Linked DNA regions of Mus musculus: regions 2, 3 and 4 are each linked to region 1. Evidence: chromatin contacts called from public ChIA-PET and HiChIP or PLAC-seq data. All regions are on one chromosome and are shown on one strand. The core of a region is the stretch at or near the end of the contact, and the rest is flanking DNA. Distances in the headings are between cores, read along the strand shown.

The links. ChIA-PET counts read pairs in DNA pulled down with a chosen protein or histone mark. HiChIP or PLAC-seq counts read pairs in DNA pulled down with a chosen protein or histone mark.
Region 2: an RNA polymerase II ChIA-PET map of memory CD8 T cells shows a contact between it and region 1, with 17 read pairs. The contact joins the enhancer-like site here to the promoter of Naa20 in region 1. A contact is called at or near these places in 1 of 39 promoter capture datasets (pre-B cells), 1 of 484 Hi-C or Micro-C datasets (the MNK3 cell line), 5 of 115 datasets of contacts at active chromatin or transcription factors (SST interneurons, bone marrow-derived macrophages, effector CD8 T cells and 2 more) and 2 of 9 other capture datasets (liver and pancreatic islet).
Region 3: an RNA polymerase II ChIA-PET map of effector CD8 T cells shows a contact between it and region 1, with 7 read pairs. The contact joins the enhancer-like site here to the promoter of Naa20 in region 1. A contact is called at or near these places in 10 of 39 promoter capture datasets (the 3T3-L1 cell line, the HPC-7 cell line, HPC-7-derived erythroid cells and 8 more), 2 of 484 Hi-C or Micro-C datasets (B cells and cerebellar granule neurons), 17 of 115 datasets of contacts at active chromatin or transcription factors (the 230-238 cell line, CD8 T cells, differentiating embryonic stem cells and 9 more) and 2 of 9 other capture datasets (liver and pancreatic islet).
Region 4: an H3K27ac HiChIP or PLAC-seq map of embryonic stem cells shows a contact between it and region 1, with 5 read pairs. The contact joins the enhancer-like site here to the promoter of Naa20 in region 1. A contact is called at or near these places in 5 of 39 promoter capture datasets (HPC-7-derived erythroid cells, cranial neural crest, embryonic stem cells and 2 more) and 5 of 115 datasets of contacts at active chromatin or transcription factors (the 230-238 cell line, astrocytes, embryonic basal ganglia and 2 more).

The regions. Positions count from the first base shown.
Region 1 is chr2:145,901,828-145,904,527 of GRCm38.p6, reverse strand. Naa20 (N(alpha)-acetyltransferase 20, NatB catalytic subunit) reads right to left here and starts at 1,287. Exons shown (of 6, transcript NM_001141965.1): 1 at 1,166-1,287. The coding sequence starts at 1,218.
Region 2 is chr2:146,495,857-146,498,556 of GRCm38.p6, reverse strand. All of the region lies in intron 1 of Ralgapa2 (Ral GTPase activating protein, alpha subunit 2 (catalytic)), which reads left to right. Among named protein-coding and RNA genes, the nearest start is that of Ralgapa2, 15 kb to the left of the region's middle. Within about 2 kb of position 1,421, at least 30 of the 459 cell types and tissues checked have an H3K27ac peak or open chromatin away from gene starts, as enhancers often do. A contact at or near this core is called in effector CD8 T cells and memory CD8 T cells, where this site is marked.
Region 3 is chr2:146,422,568-146,425,267 of GRCm38.p6, reverse strand. Ralgapa2 (Ral GTPase activating protein, alpha subunit 2 (catalytic)) reads left to right here. Exons shown (of 41, transcript NM_001033348.3): 15 at 414-651. Among named protein-coding and RNA genes, the nearest start is that of Ralgapa2, 88 kb to the left of the region's middle. Within about 2 kb of position 1,372, at least 24 of the 459 cell types and tissues checked have an H3K27ac peak or open chromatin away from gene starts, as enhancers often do. A contact at or near this core is called in CD8 T cells, the HPC-7 cell line and effector CD8 T cells, where this site is marked.
Region 4 is chr2:146,465,652-146,468,351 of GRCm38.p6, reverse strand. The region is part of intron 3 of Ralgapa2 (Ral GTPase activating protein, alpha subunit 2 (catalytic)); the gene reads left to right. Among named protein-coding and RNA genes, the nearest start is that of Ralgapa2, 45 kb to the left of the region's middle. Within about 2 kb of position 1,356, at least 4 of the 459 cell types and tissues checked have an H3K27ac peak or open chromatin away from gene starts, as enhancers often do. A contact at or near this core is called in embryonic stem cells, where this site is marked.

The sequences.
Region 1 (2,700 bases), core at 38-2,537:
TTTTTAACAACCACCAGGGCCAGTCTCCACCTACTCCACGTCAGGGTTCTGTGTGTGCAATCCCTTCCCTCACCCAGAAACTGAGGACATCAGCACATGACAGAATTTGTGAAGATTTAAGGGCCTATTATTACATGAGCGCCTGCCACAAGTACTAAAATGCACAGAGGATTCAACACAAGCGGGACCTAACCGAAATCTCACAAGATCGGATCTGAACCAATTAAACACGATAATTAAACCTGGCTTCACCTGAAGCAAAGGCCTACCCTGCTTCACACTCCATTTTCCTGCAGCCTTCTCCAGAGTTTCCTCCTTGCCAAATTTCCTTCATCAAGGTTCATCCCCTCTTTGAAATGTCCATCATCCCAGAGTTTCTTCCCTTCTGTTACCTAAACCTTCCGGTCCATACTTCTTACTACGTTATATCAAGCAAATAACCGAGGTCATGTGTCTACAGGAGTTCGCGGTGAAATGCTGAGCTTTTTAAATGGTCATAATTTGGATTCCAAACTAAATTTTTTTTTCTTTTTAAAAAGCGAGAAGGGGAGAACGGCAAATCACGGGTTTTTAAATTTTGGACTGAAAAGAAACCACACAGCACCGGGGAGTCTTCAGTACATTGGATCCCCAACCAAAAAAAAAAAAATGTAGTCTAGCTGGGTGTGGTGGGGCATGCCTTTAATCCCAGCACTAGTAAGACAGGAAGACATATCTGTGAGGTTTAGGCCAGCCTCGTCTACAGAGAGTTCCTGGAGCCCAGGGATACGAAATGAACCCTGTCTTTTTTTTTTTTTTTTTTTTTTTTTTAAGAGAAAAAGAAAAAAACCCAAGGCAGTCTACTTTGGGCGCTCCGCTACTGTAACTACCAAGCACAAACCACAACTTGCTGAGAGGGCCCGGAGCATCGCAAGGTTACTTCACTGGGATACAATTTAACCAGGACCGCGCTCCTTCCCCGCCCTCCCTCCGCAGTGAGGCCGCCTCAGGGAGCGGGCGCGGGGTGTCCAGCCCGGCTCCGCATCATCCCGGGCGCACCGGGAGCGCCGCGCCTCGGCCAAGGTCACCGGTCAGCGCGCCCGCGCAGCGTCCACCCGGCCCACGGCCCCGCGAGGCTGACCCCGTCCCGCGCCGCGAAGACAGAGGCCGGCCGTGCCTCACTCACATGTTGTTGAAGCGGAACAGGTCGTCGCAGGTGAAGGCCCGGAGCGTGGTCATTGCGCCGCCGCCAGCCTCCAACCCGCTCGGCGCGACCCCGCGCCCGCACTACCGGAAGTACTCGCGCCCGCGGCCGCCATGGGGTGGGACAAAGAACTACTTCCGGACCAGAGGTTGCTGGGCAACAAGAGTAGCGTCGTAGCTCTCTCTGGCGGCTGAAATCAGCAATTGCCTTAATGATCCGCGCCCCGCAGACCCTTTCCAAAAAGTAGGCAGAGTAGTAACAAGGAGAAAGAAGCTGGAGTCAGAGAGCCAAATCGTAAAAGCAAGCTTCAAAACTACAAAGATGCTTCACAGGGTGAGTTAGGAAGTGATCCCTAAAAGGATGGCTCAGGGCCTCTTCTCTCAACCACTGTCATGAACCAGGGATGTGACCTTAAATTTTCTAGCACATTAAAATTATTTAGAAGAAAGGAAGGAAAGAAGGAAGGAAAGGAGGGAGAGAGGGAGGGAGAGAAAGAGAGAGAGAGGAAGAAAAAGAAAGGAAGGAAGGAAGAACAGAAAGAAAGAAAGAAAGAAAGAAAGAGAGAGAGAGAGAGAGAGAGAGAAAGAGAAAGAAAGAAAGAAAGAAAGAAAGAAAGAAAGAAAGAAAGATTATCTGTATAAAAAATGTGAATATCTTATCTTATTTTGGCAATAAGACTTTGAAATCTGGTCCATATATTTGCAGTTTATTTTAATCCGAGAGAAAAATGATCAGAACTATTTGTTTTCGATGCTGATTTTAATAAATGTGTGATTAAAGAGCAGATCAAGCCAGGAATAGTGCCTTACACCTGTAATCCCAGTAGTAAGGAGACAGAGACAAGAGGCTGTTAGTGAGCCTCGAAAACCCTGGTCTATATAGTGAGTTCCAGGCCAGTCAAGGACACATAGTGTGACCGTCTCAAATACATGCATACAAGATGATAGAGCTATCAAAGTAATCCAAACATGTTTCCAAATAACCAAATGAAACATTATCTCATGTCTAAGTTGAAAGTTAACCATTAGGAATTACATTCTTTCATCTGGCCTGCTACATTTTAAGCACCAGCCCAGCGTCTCCACGGCATAGACCCAGTGACTGAGGAGACTATGTACTGTCGGGCTGTGAAGCTGCCTTCCCCTCTTCTCCTTACCAGCAGTTGGGGTGGTCCTGGAGAACATGCTGCTGAGCTCAAACCAATCCAACTCAGCGAGATGCCTACATTACAGCAGACTCACATCCCCAACTCCTTTGGGACTCAGTTGCTCCGCAGGTGTCTTGGGAATTCCTTGGCCAAACCTGAGGGCCAGGTGTGGTGGAGAAGAAAGCAAATGGTTGAAAGAGCAGGTAGTCCCAGTGGCTCCTCGCCAAGCTTTGTCTCTAAGCCTGATGAAGTAAATTATACAATGAATAATTGTAAACATGGGTATGACAGGCCCGAAAGTATATATATAACTGCTACTATGGTAGAAAGGTGGAGTTTGACACCATGAGTTCAGCTTCTACCCTCTATT
Region 2 (2,700 bases), core at 172-2,671, 590 kb before region 1:
CAGGGTGTGATGGACAGGGAGCTGAATTGCTGTGCTTCCTGTTTGGGTAAGTAGACCTGCTCACTAGACGCTGGCTGTCTCACTGCGAGCTCTCTATTGCTTATGGGTTAGTTACCTTTCTAATGCAGTGATGCAACACCACGACCAAGGCTTAGAGAGAGAAGGGTTTATTTGGGGCTTACAGTTACAGAGGGCTAAGTTCATGCCTTGTCCCAGCAGGGAAGTGTAGGGACTGGAGCTGGAAGCTGAGCGTCAACTGGGATGACACATGGCTTTTGAAACCTTGAAGGCTACCGGCAGAGATGAATTTTCTCCAGCAAAGACATCCTTCCTGAGCCTCCCCAAACATGGTCACCAACAGGGAAGCCTAATATTCAATGCCTGAGAAGCGGGGTTGGGGGTTGGAGATCTCATTCAAGCCAACACAGCTTACTTTATGAAGAGTCAAAACCTTTGTCCTAAGCTGGGCAGTGACTGGAGACAAAAGAGAAGAGAGAAGGAAGTGGTATTGGACAGCTCTGAGTGGTGTAGAAGCTGTGGCATGCATACTTGTGGAGAAAGAGGGGACACACAGTTTGTGTCCTTCCTCGCTCTGCAGGGACCAGTGATGAGGATGCAGGCTAGGAACACTGTGGCCCATGGAACAGGAAAGGTAGAGTATTCTGGACCATGTGCTGCGGCCCCACAATGGACTGCACTGGTAATTGGGTAATAGGCAAAGACAGGCAATTAGAAAGCACTGTAGACATGGAGGAAGAGGGAGACAGGCCATTGGCTGAAAAAGACTGAGCTGAGAAAAATGTCTGTGGGTCAGAATAGTAATGACTCAGCTATATAAATGATGACAAACAGCAGCAGACCCTGCCGGGAGGCTCATTGCAGGTTTTAACGCTTTTTTTGTATTTTGAGGGTTTCTTAATAAAAAGACCTGTGAGAACTTTGAATTTTGGTTTAGTATTAACTGTATTATGAATTAGTGCCACCGAGCCTTGTGTCTTTCTCAGACGGTGGTTGAGACCAGGCGTACCCAAGAAGACAGGGGCACACACGTTCCTGGGCCTCAGCGTGTTAACCACTGAAAGCACGGCATGTGTTCTCTTCTGACCACTTTTGTACATGTTCAGTTGTACTGTTCTGTACTGTGGTATTGCTGTGAAGAGACACCATGACCAAAGAAGGGTATAAAAGCATTTAACTGGGGGCTTGCTCACAGTTTCAGAGGGTGAGTCCATGACCATCCTGGCAGGGACATGGCAGAAGTAGCTAAGAGCTTAATAGTCTGCAAGATGTAGGCAGACAGACTGGGCTTTTGAAACCTCAAAGCCACCAGTCACACAACTCCTCCAATAAGGCCACACCTACTCTCTCCCAAAACAGCCCCACCCACTAGGGATGAACGATTCAAATGTGGTGGCCTTTCTCATTCAAACTACTACAGTCTGCTTGCAGTGGCTGCTGTAGCCTAAGCCTCTGGGATCCTTCAGAGACAATGTTAGTTCATGCCAGCAAATCAATAAATGCCTGCCTCCCTCTTTAGAGAGCAGCTTAATGGTTAGTGCTTGCTCTTCTGCTTGAGAGCCCAAGTCCATTCCAAAGCCCTGCTTGTATCCCACATGCTTTCCTGAGTCTTCTTACTGCTGTCTCCAGCCTGAAGATCCCATCACCTGTACGATGGTAGACTCCCAGAGCTGTCATTTCTGAGCCTAGACCATCTCATTAGCACTTTATAGTCTGTCTGGCAGAGTAAGAGGTTGACTCATATGGTCTAAGGCTACCAGGTCTTGTAAATGAAAGCTTGTTGTGATTGGAGATTTCATCACCTTTTTTGGCATCTTAAGGTATCCATGTTTGCTTCTTTCCACTCAGTACAAGCTCTTGAATATGACATAAGCATCTCTTGCTGTAGTTGTGTTTTCTATCCTTTCTACTGAATTATAGATACACAGCCTTTCCCAAACATAACTAATCTCCTTTCAGCAATTAGATCATTACCAAGCACTCCGAGCAAGGTATGGTGCCATTCCTAAAGTGCACATATTGGACAGGGAATTTGTGAAAATTGCTGCTTTTAGAAATGATCAAGCTATTATTCTATGTATCATTTGTGTTAACTTTTCTTCAGAATTGAAAAGTTGTGTTTTCAAGTTTAAAGAATAGTGTATCCAATGTACAGACTGCATAGTTGCTAATTTCTTTTATAGTAGTTCAGTTTTGAACTACTGTAAACGAAAGTTTTTCGTTTCTTTACAAAACACTGGGAAGCAACTTTTCTTCTTTTAGCTTTTTTTTGGGGGTTGCATATTTAATACACCTATTATGAAAATTTGAATAATGTGAATGAGCTTTGAGTAGTGTAAAAAATCATTTAAAATTCCGCAGTCCTTTATCCATTGCTGGTATTTGGGTAAACCTGCTCTCTTGCTTGTGCATGTTCCCCTGTCTCTCTTGCTTTCAGCTGTGCTTGTGAGCACCCACACACACCACCTGTTTGCACGAGTTATCATTATACATAGTCTAATGCTGTGTTTTTATGAAGATACCTTAAACGTTTGTGCATTCCAGGATGGGAAGACTTATATTATCCTTACGTGGCTGTATTGTGTCTTACTGGGCTCCTATAACAAACTGTTCACTACTCCGGTAGTGTTGCTATAGCAATTAACGCTGCTCACATTGTTCTGCCAGCACTGGTGCAAGATC
Region 3 (2,700 bases), core at 123-2,622, 520 kb before region 1:
ATGTCGGTCTGAAGCACAAGGTTCTGGGAAGAAACCTGGAGCAGGAGTAGGCGTGCCTCTCAGAAGGCGCTGAAGCTGGGTACGTGCTGCTAGACTGAAGGTCTCCTGGCTGACGGTGAAGGCAGTCTCATTCAGTGAGTTGTCTTTGAATTCTGCAGCAGTCTCAGCTGCTCAAAGTCTTGCAGCACATGGGGGCTTAGACAACACATGCAGGAAGGTGTTTGAGATAGCTGGACAGAGATGTTTTGTCTTCTTACTGACAACAGCAGTGTTAGCCATGGACTTTAGAATAATATTTCCTCAGATAACTTGTTACCATAATTCAAATCCTAGATACAGGTGGTCCAAAGTAATGAAGAGGGTGTTATTTTAATTTTTTGTTTGTTAAAAATCATAAATTTGTTTGGTTTCAGACACTTATTGTGGCTTGGATCCGAGCAAACCTCTGTGTGTACATTTCTCGGGAGCTCTGGGATGACTTTCTCAGGGTGCTGTCATCCCTTACGGAATGGGAGGAACTCATCACTGAATGGTCTAACATCATGGATTCCTTGACAGCCGTGCTTGCCAGAACTGTGTATGGAGTTGAAATGACAAACCTACCTCTAGATAAGTTAAGTGAACAAAAGGAGAAGAAGCAGCGTGGCAAAGGTAAGAGCAGAGGTACCGGGTGAGAGAGTGCTCATGTGTGGACCTAAGCTTTTAGTGCGTAGTAGTTCATAACGAGCTGAACCAGCTGCCTCGTGTTTTTTTCAATGCTGCTGTTAGATTGTGTCTATTACTTTGTCCCCTTGACTGATAACTAAAGAGACTGTGGAAGACAACAGAGAAAAGTACTGAGAGGAGTAACAGTGACCAGTGCTTTCTACATGGTCTTCACCCTTATGGTAGCTCTTTTAGTTACAGCTGTGTCATAGACAGAAAATGAAAAATACAAAGACCTTATAGTGATTCAGTGAGTCAGGGTGGCTTAGGAAAGAAGTGATAAAGACAGACATCAAAGCCAGGCAAGTCCAGCCCAAATACTACACTGCTAAGATACATGCTGCCTAGAACGTGTGGAAAAATTCCAAGTGCTTGAGATGGGAGCCATTTTGGCTTTATTGTGTTTTTAGGTCAAACTGTTTTAAGACCTGAGGAAGTAAAAGTGGTAGTTTTGAGTTGTGAAATAATGGGAGTCTCTGTTGGAGATGACAGTGGCACCCTCTTGTCACTGTTACAGTTCCTAAGGACTGTGGCACTTGAGTTAACTTGTCTATTCACTTATATTGTAAAGACTCAAATGTGTTCGTTCAAATGCATATAGTACATAGCAAATGCAGAAACAAACTGGACCGAGTAGGAAGTGGCTATAGGTGTGGTTAAACAGCAGAATGCCTGGGAGGCTCGTGGGCTTCCTGGGGAAATAGAGAGGCACCTTCTCAGGGTTATAGCAAAGAGAGTCACAGAATACAGACATTTCTGTGGGTGATAAGTAATTTCACTTGGTTCTGAGACCTTGAAGGCCTCTTTTCTTCAAAGCTTTGCCAAGTTACATATGTTTGATAATAGATTATGTTTTAGTAATAGTAACCTTTTGTAGACTGTATCAGTTGGCTTTTGCTATGTGACAAATCACCTTAAAACATAGTAGCTTAACCATTCTTTTATTTAGACCATGATTTTATGAGTTGATAATGTGGGTTGCACACTCTGCCACTGCTAATTCTCATTTTCATTTGATTTTCTTTGTGCTGTGTGGCCACTTAGAGTGCTCTGATTCTAGGAACTGACTGGCTGTCAGCCAGGGCAGTGAGTGTGACTGGGCTACACACACGTTTCATAATTCAGCACGTTGGCACATGGTTGTTAATATAATGTTATAGAAGTAAAATTTTAAGGCCTCACATCTTCAGTCTTACTACCAAAGTAAGTCACGTAATGAAGTCCAGAGTCACTGTGAGAACAAAGGATGTGGATACAGAGAGATGTGAACTAGTTCTAGTGACGAGCTAACCATATAAATGAGCTAAGGACTGGCTTATCATGTATTCATTGCAGGCTGAGAATGGCTTGCCAAAGCTCCAGTTAGTAAAAGCAAGCAGCAAGCCAAAGCAAAGTAGCTTATGTTCATAGCTTTCTAGTAGAATGGCTTAATTCCAGTTTAGATTTTAATGACACGGCACAGTAATGTTTTAACATAGCTTTAGCAACAGGTCACTTTTTCTCCATAGTTGAAGCTAAACAGAATTGTTTTTAGAAATACATACTAGACTAGAAATCCTATTCTCTTCTGGTTCTCTCTTGCATGTCTGAGGTTTCCATGTGAACTAGGCCCTGGAAGTATCACGATACTATCTGCAGGAGACTGGCTACCTAAGACACTGCTTCTCAGTCTAGAGGAGAGTTTTCTCTGCTGAAGGGGAAGAACTGAGACACAAAGTACCACTTACTTTTTCAAAATAAGTGTGTTTCCTACATCCTGAAGGTGTTTAAATACACACACACACACACACACACAATCACTCACAGGAACATCTCTACATGTGTGGGACACACTGTATCCTGAAGTACTTTTTTCCTACCTAGTGTATAAACACAGTCCTATGAAGTTATAAATTAGCAATGGAAAGTAAACAACTTCAAAAGTGCTGTTTTCCAGAGAGATAGGAGCAAATTATTTAAATAATGACCATGATAAACATCTTAATTTATGTTACC
Region 4 (2,700 bases), core at 107-2,606, 560 kb before region 1:
TAATGTGTATGTCTGAGGTAGATGTAATTTGCTTCAGAAACACCAGGAACTGCATTGCTGTATAGGCCCATGGTGTGCTTTGGGTCCCTGTTGTCCTCACTTTCTCACTGTCCTGACGTCCACTCTGTGACTCATGATCACTTCACCGCAGCTGATGAAAAGGCCAAGGTCAGCCTTGTTGCTGTTGTTTAAGGAATATACTACATTTTCTATTTGGTTTTTGCCTAGTGCTTTTTAGATTTATATTGAATTTACAACTTTAAGTGTGTTTTGTCCAGGCATTTCTTGTGTGTGTTCTTTTATGTGGTTCTGGGGAGTTCGTGATGTGTACTGTACTGGCTCATGGGGTAATCTGTAATAGTCTAGTTTAGTGCTAACCATGCTTTCCATCCTCATTAGTTAATATTTTATGATTTCAGAAGGTTATCTAATTACATATCTACTTCATTAGTTTCCCCAAGTTTTCATCATCTCTTCAATATAACACTTGAGTCTTTAAGAACATAAATCAGAAACACTAAAACTCAATTTTCCTTTTTATTTACTTTGTTTTTGAGGACACATTTCAATTTTTCTTTGGGATTGTCTCTTTTGTGGAACCATCATTGCAGCTGCATGGTACTTGCATGGAATAAAGTCACCCCCCACCCCCCGCCCTTTTTGCTGCTTTGGGTTAACTTAAGTAAACAAAAACCTTTGTCATTAGGATACCTTTGTCTTTTTAGGTCTTCATTGATGTCCTAGTTAGGGTTTACTGCTGTGAACAGACACTGTGACCAAGGCAACTCTTACAAGGACAACATTTAATTGGGGCTGACTTACAGGGCTAGAGGTTCAGTCCATTATCACTAAGGTAGGAACATGGCAGCATCCAGGCAGGAGGAGCTGAGAGGTCTACATCTTTATCTGAAGGCTGCTAGCAAAAGACTGACTTCCAGGCAACTAGGATGACGGTCTTAAAGCCCACACTCACAGTGACACACCTATTCCAACAGGGCCACATCTCCAAATAGTGCTACTCCCTGGGCCAAGCATATTCAAACCATGACAATTGATAATCAGGTTTTCAGTATCTTGGTTGATTAAAAAAAATGTAGAATGTCTGATATGTCTCTCTTTAAAAACAGTATGTTCCATATTTATTTTAAATGTCCTTTTTGTGTTGTTTGCTTGTTTGTTTGTTTGTTTGTTTTTCGAGACAGGATTTCTCTGTATAGCCCTGGCTGTCCTGGAACTCACTCTGTAGACCAGGCTGGCTTCAAACTCAGAAATCCGATTGCCTCTGCCTCCCAAGTGCTGGGATTAAAGGCCTGAGCCACCACGCCCAGCCTTTTTTGTATTGTAAATTAAGTCTAAGTTCTTAGAGATTTTAAGTCTGTTTTCTCCTGGGCTAAGAAATCATTATCTTTTAAGCAATGACCTAAGCATGTATTGAGATGTAAAATGTTTGGAGACACAGTTACATTTTCAGTTTTATTAACTGCCACCTAGTGCTTCCCTGCCATGGTTGGTTGGTTGGTTGATTTCTTGATTTCTTTCTTCTTTCTTTTCCTTCCCCTTACCTTTTTTTTTTTTTTGACAGGATTTCTCTGTGTAGCCTTGGCTGTCCTGGAGCTCTATAGACCAGGCTGGCCTCAAACTCATGTGTGTGTGTGTGTGTGTGTGTGTGTGTGTGTGTGTGTGTGTGTACTAAAACTAGAATTCCTTTGATTTCTTTTCATGACTTTTTATCGATCTGTTTGCTTGTGCCACTGCTTATTAGAAAATATTGTGTGCTAGGCACTGGTCCTGATGTTGAGGATACTTGATGTATCACTAAAGTGTAAGTCCTTTCTCCCAGGGAATCCAGCTGTAATGGCAGAGTGGGCCTTATGCCTGTCCACCTGAGAAGAATGCTGGAAGGTTGTTTTGAAGTGGTTGCGTTCCAGGAGGTGAAATGTGAATTTAGTATTTACAGTGACCAATAGGAATCTGACAATACAGAACTGTGTTTTACTTATTCCATAACAGCATGCTGAGAGATTAAGTAGTATTGTGTAGTAGAAAGGATTTCTGGTATAAGTAATAAAGCATTTTTTTGAGCTAAAATGTATTCATTTTATTGTTAAGATTATCTGTTTGTTTGTTTTAGCTCTGTCTTACTTGAATTTAAAGGTTCTAAACAAGTATTGACCGCTAGTGAAAATACTCTGTTTATATCAGAGTTGAGTTATTTTTAGTAACTGGTAAAAATCCACCAGACGGTAGTGAAAAAGATGTGTCCTGTAGGTTGATATGGAAGTGTGTGCAGGCTGTCCGTGGTTCCTTCTGAAGCCAGAAGTTGTGTAGTCAAGACACCCACAGAATGCTCTCCTGAAGGGACTTCCAATTCTCAATCTAAGTTCCCTGTACATTTGTTACTTCCAAGGTCAAGGAGCTAGGATGTCTGTTCTTTTAAAGGAAGTCTGTTTCCTCCCAGGGCAGCATCTTCTCTTCGCACAGCATCATGCCCTACAGCTGGTTTGGGGAAGGGTTACTCCCTGGCTCTCTAGTCCCGAGCTGAACAGGTTTAATTGGCTAGTGTTTCAGGTAGATTAACTGGTCTGCATTAGTATCTTCCTCATTCTTCACTGCTTTCCATGTAGACTTGAAATCAAGTGTGAACCAACTTGGCGTGCTGCAGTCATCTGGTAATAGTTTGGGGAACAAAAAGTTTCCCAT